2 separate regions of the Mus musculus genome follow, and region 2 is linked to region 1. The links are chromatin contacts, called in public promoter capture Hi-C maps. All regions are on one chromosome and are shown on one strand. The core of a region is the stretch at or near the end of the contact, and the rest is flanking DNA. Distances in the headings are between cores, read along the strand shown.

The links. Promoter capture Hi-C pulls out the DNA fragments that hold promoters and counts their contacts.
Region 2: a promoter capture Hi-C map of pre-B cells shows a contact between it and region 1. A contact is called at or near these places in 7 of 39 promoter capture datasets (the C10 cell line, the HPC-7 cell line, HPC-7-derived erythroid cells and 3 more), 3 of 484 Hi-C or Micro-C datasets (bone marrow-derived macrophages, embryonic stem cells and nephron progenitors), 3 of 130 datasets of targeted methods (double positive thymocytes, epiblast stem cells and large pre-B cells) and 3 of 9 other capture datasets (adipose tissue, liver and pancreatic islet).

What each region holds. Positions count from the first base shown.
Region 1 is chr19:29,267,843-29,273,605 of GRCm38.p6, forward strand. Jak2 (Janus kinase 2) reads left to right here. Exons shown (of 25, transcript NM_008413.4): 4 at 3,509-3,632. Among named protein-coding and RNA genes, the nearest start is that of Jak2, 19 kb to the left of the region's middle.
Region 2 is chr19:29,520,208-29,525,970 of GRCm38.p6, forward strand. It overlaps Ric1 (RAB6A GEF complex partner 1), which reads left to right and starts at 2,075. Exons shown (of 26, transcript NM_001081319.1): 1 at 2,075-2,459. The coding sequence starts at 2,316. A930007I19Rik (RIKEN cDNA A930007I19 gene) reads right to left here and starts at 1,780. Exons shown (of 4, transcript NR_015567.3): 1 at 1,683-1,780; 2 at 641-762.

The sequences.
Region 1 (5,763 bases), core at 2,314-4,813:
GAAGTTCTAAAGGTTAGAGTTAACCCTGTACATGTATTATTTTCTTTAGAAGTACTGACAGAGTCTACCTAAGCCAGTGGCTTTATTCCTGTTGTTTGCTGAACTCGATAACACTCCCACTGTCGCAGGCTTTCTTCTTCTGAAGCTTATGTGCTGCTTTGTCACTATGTTATGGCTCCTCACACAGGAGGAAGTGCCAGGTGGACGTGTTTAAATATTTTATACACACAAGGTCCTCAAATTAGATACTGCTTTTTCCAAAGCTACCCTAGTTTGTCTTTCTAACGAAATTGTAACAACTGTAGTTCACAGGACAGCTCACTAGTAGGAATCTTGCTGTTTTTGCTGAAATGAATGGCTTAAAGTGCTGTTGTGTTCGATTCGTTTGCACTTCCTTCAACACTCGGTATTGCATGCCTGTTGTGTGGATTTGCTTTACAAGAAATAATATTTCATTCTGTAGCATTAGTAACTCTTAATCTTCATTTTTTTAATTATAAAATACTTCAGTTAATATTTTATATAAGTATAAAGTACAAACCAGGGTACCTAGGATTTAAATTTTATCATTTTGCCATTTTGATTTCTATAGTGTTATTTTGATATATTACATTAATAGAATTTACTAATTTTCTAATTTAGCTCTCTCTGCAATTCTTTGATAAATGAACAATGGACTTTGTTGTTTTTTTTTTTTTTTTAAGAAACATTTATGGATTGGGTTTGTTAGTACTTAGTTTAAGATTCTTATATTTTGATAAATAGAAATTTGTGTTAAAACAAAATGTCTTTTGTGTTTTGGTTATGCTTTCATGTAACTTCTGAACCTGGTTATTTTCATTCGTTCCGGATTTTCCTTTTATTCTCTTCAACCTTTATTTTCCATTTAAAAAAATGTAGGTAGATTCTATGTCTTATGTAATGTAGTTTTATTTAGTTTTTTATTTCAAAATATTTTTTAAAGTTATATTTTTCTGAAAATTGTCTATCTTTTTAAATATATTGGTGCAATGCTCTTCTAGCACTTTGTCTTTTAATTTGCTTTTAATTCAGCTTGCATCTATTTTTATTCCTTGTTAGATATGACAATGACTGTTAATTTTGTTAATTATTAAAAAAAATCAACATCATCGATTAGTTTTGTTTACTCTGCACTATTAACTTTCACTTTTAAAACTCTTTGTGTGGGCTGGAGAGATGGCTCAGTGGTTAAGAGCACTGACTATTCTTCCAGACATCTTGAGTTCAATTCTCAGCAGCCATACGGTTGCTCACAACCATCTGTAAAGGGATCTGATGCCCTCTTCTGGTGTGTCTGAAGACAGCTACAGTGTGCTCATATACATACAATAATAAAAAGTCTTAAAACTCTTTGCGTGTGTCTATGTGTGTGTGCACTTGTGCACACACACATACAGACATACGGATATGCACATGTATGCAGATGCCTGCAAAGGCCAGAAGAAGGTATCACATTCTCTTAGAGCTGGAGTTACAAGCTGTTGTGGACAGCTTGAAATGGGGACTAACAATTGTACTCTAGTCCTCTGAAAGAACAATGAGTGTCCCTACTGCTGAGCGCTCTCCAGACTCTTCCTCTAACTTTACTGTTTTCTTCTTTTGGCTTTCTGCCATTGTTCTTTTGTTTTCTGATGTACTGATACCCAGGTGATTCTGTTATTGTCTGATGTAAATGGGTTACTACATATAATTTTTCCTATGAGTACATTTAAATTTCATTAATAATTTTTCCTTTGACATGAGATATTTATAAATACTTGCAGTTGAATTTGTCGCAGATCTTTCTTTGACCTATGAGGCATATTGAAGTATTTGTAAATACATAAGGAATAAAGGGTACCTTTAAAAAGCTGCTACTGAATAACATTTATAATTTATAAATTACTACAAACCTACAGAGAGTTGAATTGAGTTTCAAATTATAATTTAAATCCTATCAGTTTATCCCATTTATGTATAAAGTGGAAATAAATGAATATATTGTTATAATAAAAATATTCTCATGAAATATAGGCTTCAATATAGGATTTATTTTTATGTACTCAATTCTGATTTAATTGAAATGCTAGAAAAGGTGGTGTGTGAAGACTTGTTTTGAGTCCCAGGGGATTATTTGGTGCGTTCATGTACATATATGGATGTGTGTGGATGGTTTAAAATATACTTGAAAAATAATATATACTATTATATTGCTATGTTCTATGTACTTTTTTAGACCATTGCCCTTCAACCTTTACAAATATCTTTTATATTTATTTTATGTGTGTGACTGTTTTGCCTGCATGTATGTATGTGTATCACATGCATGCCTGGTGCTCAAGGAGATCAGAAGAGGGCATTGGATTCCTTGGAACTAGAGTGAAAGATAGTTGTAAGCTGCTGTGTAGGTGTGTACATGTGCATGCCTGAGGAGGCCAGAGTCATCAGTCAGTTCCTGCCTGATAGATAGAGTTAGAGGTGGCTGTGAGCTGCACAGGGTGGATGCTGTCAGCTGTCTTAGGTCCTTTGCAAGCGCACTATGAATCTTAACTGACGAGCTAGCTCTGCAGCCCTCCTTTAACATTTTATGTGTTTCTTAACATATCTGCCCCCTAGTGTTTTTTCTTTCTCTCGTACTTGAAATTGAACCTGACAGCTCACACCCCCCAGACATGCACTCCACACTGAGCTCTGTCCTTACTTCTGCGAAGTGCCTGAAAAAGATGCTGATGCGGTGCTACACTCTTGTAATCCTAGCAGTTGAGACACGGAGGCTGCCCTGTCAGAGCTTAATGTCAGCTTCATTTGCATAAGGGGTTTGAGGTCAGCTTGGACTACATAAGACCCTATTACAAAAAGGGGAAAGGATGGAAAAAGTATTTGGGGGCAGAGAGATAGCTCAGTTGTCATTTAACCTGTAAGGGGCTAGTGAGATGGCTCAGTGGGCCTTTACATTTTTTTTTTAAATGGTGCATCAAATATAATTATTAGTATAGTGTGTAAAATTTCTCATTTTAATATGAAAAGTTTTCATTCTTATAAAAGTATCCAGTGGCTTGTTATTATCTCAGTGATTTGATAATTAGTATCAATTAAAATATACACATGTATACTTGTGCATACTCATACAAGATAGTTTTTCCCTCAGGGTTTAAGAGTTACTTGGAAACTCTCTTTAGAAGACAGTTAAAAGCTGGATAAACTGTACTTTTATCTTCATGTAAGAATGCCAGTATTATTTTTTACAATATATAGAGAGGAGTATTTGATTAAAACTTAGTTTTAGGGAGTGTTTTCCCACGGTATTTCACCTGCGACTGGAGTTTCTGCTGACTGTTAGAGCTGTCACCAGGGCTCCCAGATTGTGTTATGTAAATGTTCTGCCCTTTGCATCTGCAGTCAGTTCCTTATGACTCACCGGCTAGGTATCACGTCACGCAGATTGTGCATGTTATGTAAATGCTCTGCTAGCTAGCTATAATCAGTCCCTTTTATGCTTCCTTTCTAGGTATTACGCCTGTGTATCATAATATGTTTGCGTTAATGAGTGAAACCGAAAGGATCTGGTACCCACCCAATCATGTCTTCCACATAGACGAGTCAACCAGGCATGACATACTCTACAGGATAAGGTACTTCCTGACGCCAAGTGACTCGCGTATTAGCAAAAGATAAAGCCAGAGAAACTGTTGGCTCTGTAAGGTGATAGCTACGATGTTTTGTTCTGTTGGGATGCCACTTCATGACTTTTGATTATAATTAAGAATTTTAAAAAAAGAACAGGTGAAAATAGCCTGCAATCAGTCCTTAGTGTCTGGAATATTGCCAGTTTCCCAGGAGATGTGATGTGTGTGCAATAAAAAGCAATCTTAACAATTTTTTTTTTACAAATAAAATTTTAAAGTTGAAAGTTTTTGTTTATAAGTTAATGTATTTAGCTATATATGGCAATGTGAAAAATATTAATATTCAGAAAATAAAAATCCAGATTTTTTTTCTGTATAAAGGAATAGCAAATAATTTTGGTTTTACAGATAGCTGTAAATTTCCAAGCACTTACATGTTATTTAATTTTCTTATGACTTAATGAAACATTCAGAATTCCCTGTAATATATAAAGAATCTGATGTGACGTATTACTCATAGTTGTTCATGCTCTTACCGCTTGGAAAAGTTTGAACTCAGACCTAGCTTTCTTCATAAACTGCCTTCTCACCAGCTTGCTTTTACCTCATTGTAGAGATAATATGTGTAGTATTTACTGTCATTATTTGATGGTCTGTCTTATTGATTTTTATTTGTTGAGACAGGTACAACAGACTTCCTCTGACCTCACTGACTAGCGGGGACTGACCTTGAACCTGCCTCTTAACCCCCAGTCATTCTGAGATCACAGGCGTGGCCACCACACCCAGTTGGTTTTGCTGAAATCAAACCCAGGGTGTTAAATGTGCTAGGCAGAGTGGTGACATTATTAGTACTTAATGCGTTCTTAGTAAATTTTCATATTTCATTACTTATTTTCTTCTCCTTGGTCTGTATAAAATATGTAGATGCATGTGTTTGGGTTTTCTGCTTTTAAGGTAAAACAATGTTAGTAAAAGAGTTCAGGGTCTAAGTGGTGAACATAGGAAAGGCAGGGGAATGAGCTGGAGGAATGGCTTGGAGGTTTAAAAGCCCTGGCTACCCTTTCTAGAGGACCCAGGTTCCATTCCTAGTACCTACATGGCAGCTCACAAATGTTCCAGGGGGGGTCTAATGCCCTCTTCTGGCCTAAACACAAAATACATATGCATATTTATTTTAGAAGAAAACAAAAGTAATGGCCTTTTTACATAAAGTAGCCAGTTGTAACAAAATAATGAAGCTTTCATAAAATAATTTTATAGCTTTAACTATTTGGGGATAATCTAAATAAGTAAAAAATAAGAAACAATGTGGGTGTGGGTGTCAGAGTTTGCCTTTTTTTTTTTTTTTTTTTTTTTTTTTTTTTTTTTTTTTTTGAGACAGGGTTTTTCTGTATAGCCCTGGCTGTCCTGGAACTCACTTTGTAGACCAGGCTGGCCTCGAACTCAGAAATTCGCCTGCCTCTGCCTCCCGAGTGCTAGGATTAAAGGCGTGTGCCACCACCGCCCAGCTCAGAGTTTCCTTTTTAGCATTATAATAAACATGACCAAAAGCAACCTGGGGTAGGAAAGGGTTTATTTCATCCTACAGTTTACAATCCATCCTGAAGGGAAGATGGAGCAGAAACTCAAAGGAGGAACTCCTAGAGTCAGGAACTGATGTAGAGACCATGAAGAAACCAGCTTACCTCTCCTGTCTTGCTCAGATAACTTTTTATTTTATTTTTTATTATTTTTTCTTTCTTTACTATATGTAAGTACACTGTAGCTGTCTTCAGTCACTCCAGAAGAGGGCATCAGATTTTGTTAGGGATGGTTGTGAGCCACCATGTGGTTGCTGGGATTTGAACTCAGGACCTTCGGAAGAGCAGTTGGCGCTCTTAACCACTGAGCCATCTCACCAGCCCCAGATAAAATTTTAATACAACCTAGACTCACCTATCCAAAGGTGGTAGCATACACAGTGGGCTAGACCCTTCCATATTGATCACTAATCAGAAATTACTTGACTACAGACCAGTCTTACGGAGGCAATTTATAATTGACATTTCCATTCACAACATAATGGTAGCTTGTGTCAATTGGAAAAAAAAAACAAAATCTTAACCAGAACAATGAATAAATTAGAGACCTACTT
Region 2 (5,763 bases), core at 825-3,324, 250 kb after region 1:
TCCCTCACATGTGTACCTAGCCACTTTGGTTCCCGATGTAGTCAAGCCGGCTACCAAGAATAGCCAAATACAATAGGTATCCATCATGCCTGGCTTATGAGGTATGATTTAAGGCTAAAACTCTGTGTCTCCTTACAAAATAATATAGGAGGGTCTGGATATCTGTCTCTTTCTCCATGCATAGACCACATAATGGCACTAGTCTTTATAGAAATTGTATCAACTTATCCTCCAATACATGGTTTATAGAGGTACTTGTTTCCATGCACCCTGATCAAGAGTACTCTTGTAATAAAAAAGTTAAGTCTGATAGAACCAAATATGTACCTACTTTTACCAGTTTACGTGAGGTTCAAAGTCATCCAGAGAGTTTGGCTGGAGTGGTGATGGAGGGAGAAAGTGGTGATGGGGGGGGGGTACGGGGGGACAGAAGATTTGAGCACTGGAATTGTTAGCACATTTCACAATGTTAAAGTATGATCTTTGAACCTCAGGTCGGTCTATATTATATAACGTTTCAGTCACAGTGGGTAACACTTAGGGAGATTTACAGTGAGATATTTTACCCATCACTCCCAAGTGAGAAAGGACCAGAGGGTCTCCTCCTCCTGTCCATGTTCAGGCCACTCTCACACTTCACCTTGAGCTGGTCTAAAGACTGCTGGGTCCTTGGAAGGGAGAGCAGTTTTTCTTAGGCCATGTGACCTTGGGCATATCCAGCACTTTAACTAGCGATGATCCAGCACCATCATCTGTGGTTTTCTGTGGAATTAAATCAAAGCATCCTCTTAATTTTTTTGTAGACCTTAGCTGCTACAAAAGATCACAGGAGGAGAATCCCACCCAGAAGCTCACCAGTAAGTGAGGTCAAAAAAAAAAACAATTAAAAATTACTTAGAAACATCTACACTGCCCATGATTGCAGACACACTGGTGAGGCACATGAACACACTGAAGTAGAGGTAGAGCAAACATTCTCAATGGAATTGCAGCACATTTTCACTTCCTCTGCCACGTGTACAACTCTGTCTGAAAAGTACTAGACAACGAAGTTCTTCTATGATTTTATATTGGCAAGGCAGAGACCTCTCTGGACCTCTTGATTTATCCAGCGGGTGTAACTCGGATCATCAAGATTCCGTCCACACAGATGAAAATCTGAAAAATAGTTTTCAGGTCTGCTCTGCTTAAAATATCCCAGGAATGCTGTGTTGGCCTGTGGGACACACCAGGACAGAGATTCTAGGAGATCCTCTGGAAACAAAAGGCTAGTGAGCTGGGACTTTAGTCAACGTCTTCGAAAAGCAAGCGTTAGAACAATTACGGAAAGTTACATTGTTATTAAAATCCGGATTGTTACTTTGTTGTTACTTTTAAACTTTGAAAGAGTTACAAAAAGCTGCAGCTATTTTTAAGGTTCCAGGTCCAAAAGTTGAGCACCCCTTCATTCCTCCCAACCCCCAAATTAAAAACATCAATACGGTATCTCCAGTCTGGATCAACACAAAACCTAAGTCCATTTCTTTTCCTGAACAGTTTACTGGGGCTGCAAAAGACCCCATCTGGCTTCGCCTAGCATTAATAACTAAACAGGCAGACAAGACTGAAGCACTTTAGTGACTGAATAAAGAGCCTGCCTAGAATGTAAGCTCTGTACGGCCAGGGACATCACCAGCTCTCACTTTAAACCGCAGCACACAAAGGATTTGTGGGTACAGACTCGAACCCCAAGCCTTGGAGTCGCAGAGACCCAGCTCCAAGCGCAGCCCGGGAGTCACGTGACGCGCGCTCCGCTCGCCCCGCCCCCTTCAACCCCGGAGGTCGCGCCAATCCAGGGATCGTGCAAGTGGGCCCGGCCGCTCCGATTGTCACTGACTGAGCCTGTCGCCTCATCCCGGTCCCCAGCTCCACGCGCCAGGTCGCCAGCCAGCAAGGCGTCCCGAGCCCTCGACGTCCTGCCCCGCGGCCTGCGTTCTGACGCGGGGCGGTCCGAGGGAGCCGGGCGGAGCCTCCCCGCGCCGTGCGGCGTGCTGACGCGAGCGGCGAGCGGGGCGGGCCGGCCTCGGCTCCTCCCGCCGCGGGCCCACTGGCCGCCCGCCTCCCCCACCCTCGGCCGGTCAGCGTCCCAGACTGCGTCGCGCAGCATCGCGTCGGCCCGGCCCGGCCCGGCCCCCGGGCAGATGCCCCGAGTTGCCGCTGTCGCCGCCGCCGACTCGGCCGGTGGCGGTGTGGGAGGTGGGCGCCTGGCCCGGGGCCGCCGAGCGTGACAGACACGGCCGGGGCCGCCGGGGGGCTGTCGGGGCCGCGCGCGGACCATGTATTTCCTGAGCGGCTGGCCCAAGAGGCTGCTCTGCGCGCCGCGGAGCCCGGCCGAGGCGCCGCTCCACGTCCAGTCTGACCCTCGGAGAGCGTTCTTCGCCGTGCTGGCCCCGGCCCGCCTCAGCATCTGGTACAGCCGAGTAAGTAGGCGCCGGCGTCCCGACTTCCCCCGAGCGGCCCCTGTCCGGTCCCGACTTCCCCAGAGAGGCCCGGATCTAGTCCCGATTCTCCCCGAGCGACCCTGGCCCCGTCCCGACTCCCTCCGAACGACCACCGTCCGGTCCCAACTAACCCCGGGCGAACCCAGAACCATCCTGATCACCCTCCCTATAGTGACCCTGGAACTGGCGCGACTGCCGCCGAGCGACCCCGGACCGGTCCCGACTTCCCCCGAGCGACCCCGGCCAGTCCCGACTCCCTCCGAGGGAGCGACGGCGGTCCCGTCCCAACTAACTACCCCCGAGCGACCCCAGCCGGTCCCGACTTACCCCGAGCGACCCTCGCTCTCGAGTTGGAGCCGCGCGCGGACAGTCTCCACTGCACCCCAGTCCCCGCGTGGCACCCACAGCCGCGCGCCAGGCCTGGAGCTCCCTGGCGGAGCCCAGACTTGCCTGCCTCTCTGCCCCCATTGCCGCCGAGCCAATCTGTTGGAGCGTCCCCCAGCACTCCGGCAGCTGTGGCGTCCCCGCTCCCCCACCCCCCACCCCTGCTTTAAAGGTTGTTGTTTAGTGGAGTTCCGGAAAGCCTGTTGGTCTTTACCAAGTGTCAGAATTTACAGTCCTGTGGTAATTGATTTCTGAAAACTTAAAGACTTGTTGGGTTTGAGTGTAGATATCTGGTAACTTTAGCTCCGGGTCTCCCCCACACATCACGGACTCCAGTCCTTTTCTTGGCTGCTCTTGGACTCTGGAGAGCTCTGCTGGGATGGTTGGAGAGTCGGGGAGCTCACGTCTGTCCGCGCCGCACCTGGAAATTATTATTTCCAGGCTTAGAAAGAGCATGGGGTCAGAATTCTTTGCTTTCAGCCTGGCTTTTTTTTTTTTTTCCTCCCGTGCCTTGAGTTCCGAGTAGATAAGAGAATTAACTTGAAAAAGTAAGGGGTGAATGGGCTAGCCCCCGTCCGGTTTTTGTTGCTCCTGGACATCTGTAAAAATTACAGAATTCTGAGTTTTAAGATCCCCCCCCACACACTGCATTCAGAGAGACAGTACTAATTGATGTCAGAGTGGTGGTGGTCTTGAAAAGAGACTAGAGGTTGGTTGACCTTGCCCTTGCTAGATATGTGAAACACTGGTTTTGGTTTGGTTAAACCCTTTAGATCTCTGCTTATTACCATGGTGTGCTGATAATGCCCTTGATTGTCCGCACACACAGCTGTGGTAAAACCGATGCTAGAATTTAAGCAATTTAATTGGTTTCTCTTTTACTATTACATAGTTAGGCTATTTGTCACTAAGTTTTGGCTGACCTAATTTTCAGAAAGGTATGAAAACCGCAGGTTACTAAACAATTACAGCATCAGCAATGTGATACTCAGATCCGTGCTGAATTGAATTTTTAAATATGTGCGTTGTAAATGTAAGTTGGTACCTAAGTGAGATCCGTTTTCAATTTATGAGCAGTTGAACAACTTTTATGTAGTGCAACTATTTAAAGTCAATAGTTGTTTGGAAGAGCATAATTAGAAGTTGAATTTTACATTGTTTCCTAAATTTAGTAGTTTTGTTCGAATGTAACACTTTTAAAATCTAACGTTTTAATCATTTTAACCCCTAAGGATACAAATCTGATTTATGTAAGTTTAGCATGGTAGGCCAGAAGCTTGTAGGCTACCTTCTCCACACACACCCCACCCCCACCCCCACATTAAAATGAGTCTCAGTTGTCTTGTGGACATTGTGACATGGATAAAATCTGTTTGGCTTGGGAGTTAGATGTAGTGTTATGGAACTTATGCATCCTCTGTTCATTCCCTTCAAACTCCCACTCTACACACCTGAGTCTCACAAAAGTACCTTGGTTACTACTGATCTCTAGTGTGTGAAACTTAGAATTTCACACACATACAAAACAATCACACACAGGGAAAGAAAACGTTTTCAGAGGGTAGATTTCGGGGAAATATATGGGTTCAGAGGCATAAAGTGAAATCAATTTCTGGACTATGGTAGGGAGCCTACAGGGCACTCTAGGTTTAGAGTTAACCTGAAACTCTGTGCACAAGCTTTGTGATTTAGAAAATCATGCTTAAATGAGATGATTCAAAGTCTGATTATGTGGCTGAGGAGTGGGAACGGTGCCAGGCTCCACCTGCCAAGTCTCCTTCTCTTGGGATATATGCTTGTAGCTTTTCTTATCCTGTGAGAACGTTCATTTTAACTTTCTTATTTCCAAACTTTACAACACAGTGTTTAGGTTCAAAATATTAAAAGCAAAACTACCTCTAGGTAAATCAAAGAGGCTATCACTTATACCCATAATTTGGAATGAATTGGTTTAAAATACCTTCATTGAGAATATGAATGTTGATTTTATTTATTTAATTTTTAGACTATTGTGAAGTTCAAAAGGGGTTTACAGAGTTGAAGTGGTAAAAAGTTACATTAGGACATTTGAAGGCAGCGATAGTGACTCAAAAGAGAAAGAATAATTAGATTTTGTTTGTTTGAAATTTTGTTAGTACTCAATAAAGTAAACATGCATAAGAAAAGGGTAGTTTTAAAAGAGAAAACCTGCTTTGAGGAAGAAATGTGCATTTAGTCTCAACTGGTTATTTGCTTGTCCGAAAAAGTTGCTGTATGTGAAATTTTGATTACCCATTAGACTATGGGAACATTAAACTAAAATCTCTAAAAATAACAGTACATTTTATGGGTCTTCTAGTAAACTTTTTTTTTTTTTTTTTAAAGATTTATTTATTATTATATGTAAGTACACTGTAGCTGTCTTCAGACACACCAGAAGAGGGAGTCAGATCTTGTTAGGGATGGTTGTGAGCCACCATGTGGTTGCTGGGATTTGAACTCTGGACCTTCAGAAGAGCAGTCAGGTGCTCTTACCCACTGAGCCATCTCACCAGCCCCCTTTTTTTTTTTTTTTTTTTTTTTTTTTTTAAGAGTTATTTATTTTATGTGCGTGCACTGTAGCTGTCTTCGGTTACACCAGAAGAGGGCAGCAGATCTTATTACAGATGGTTGTGAGCCACCGTGTGGTTGCTGGGAATTGAACTCAGGACCTCTGGAAGAGCAGTCTGTGCTCTTAACCGCTGAGCCATCTCTCCAGCCCCCTCTAGTAAACTTTTATGAACCAGTTATAGCTACCTTTATTATGTACTAAATTGCTATTTGAAATTCCAGTGTTTTAGAGTCATATCTGTTCAGACTAATTTTCTAGACAAATTTGGAAGATACATGTGAATGCTGTTTGGTTTATGAACAAACATTT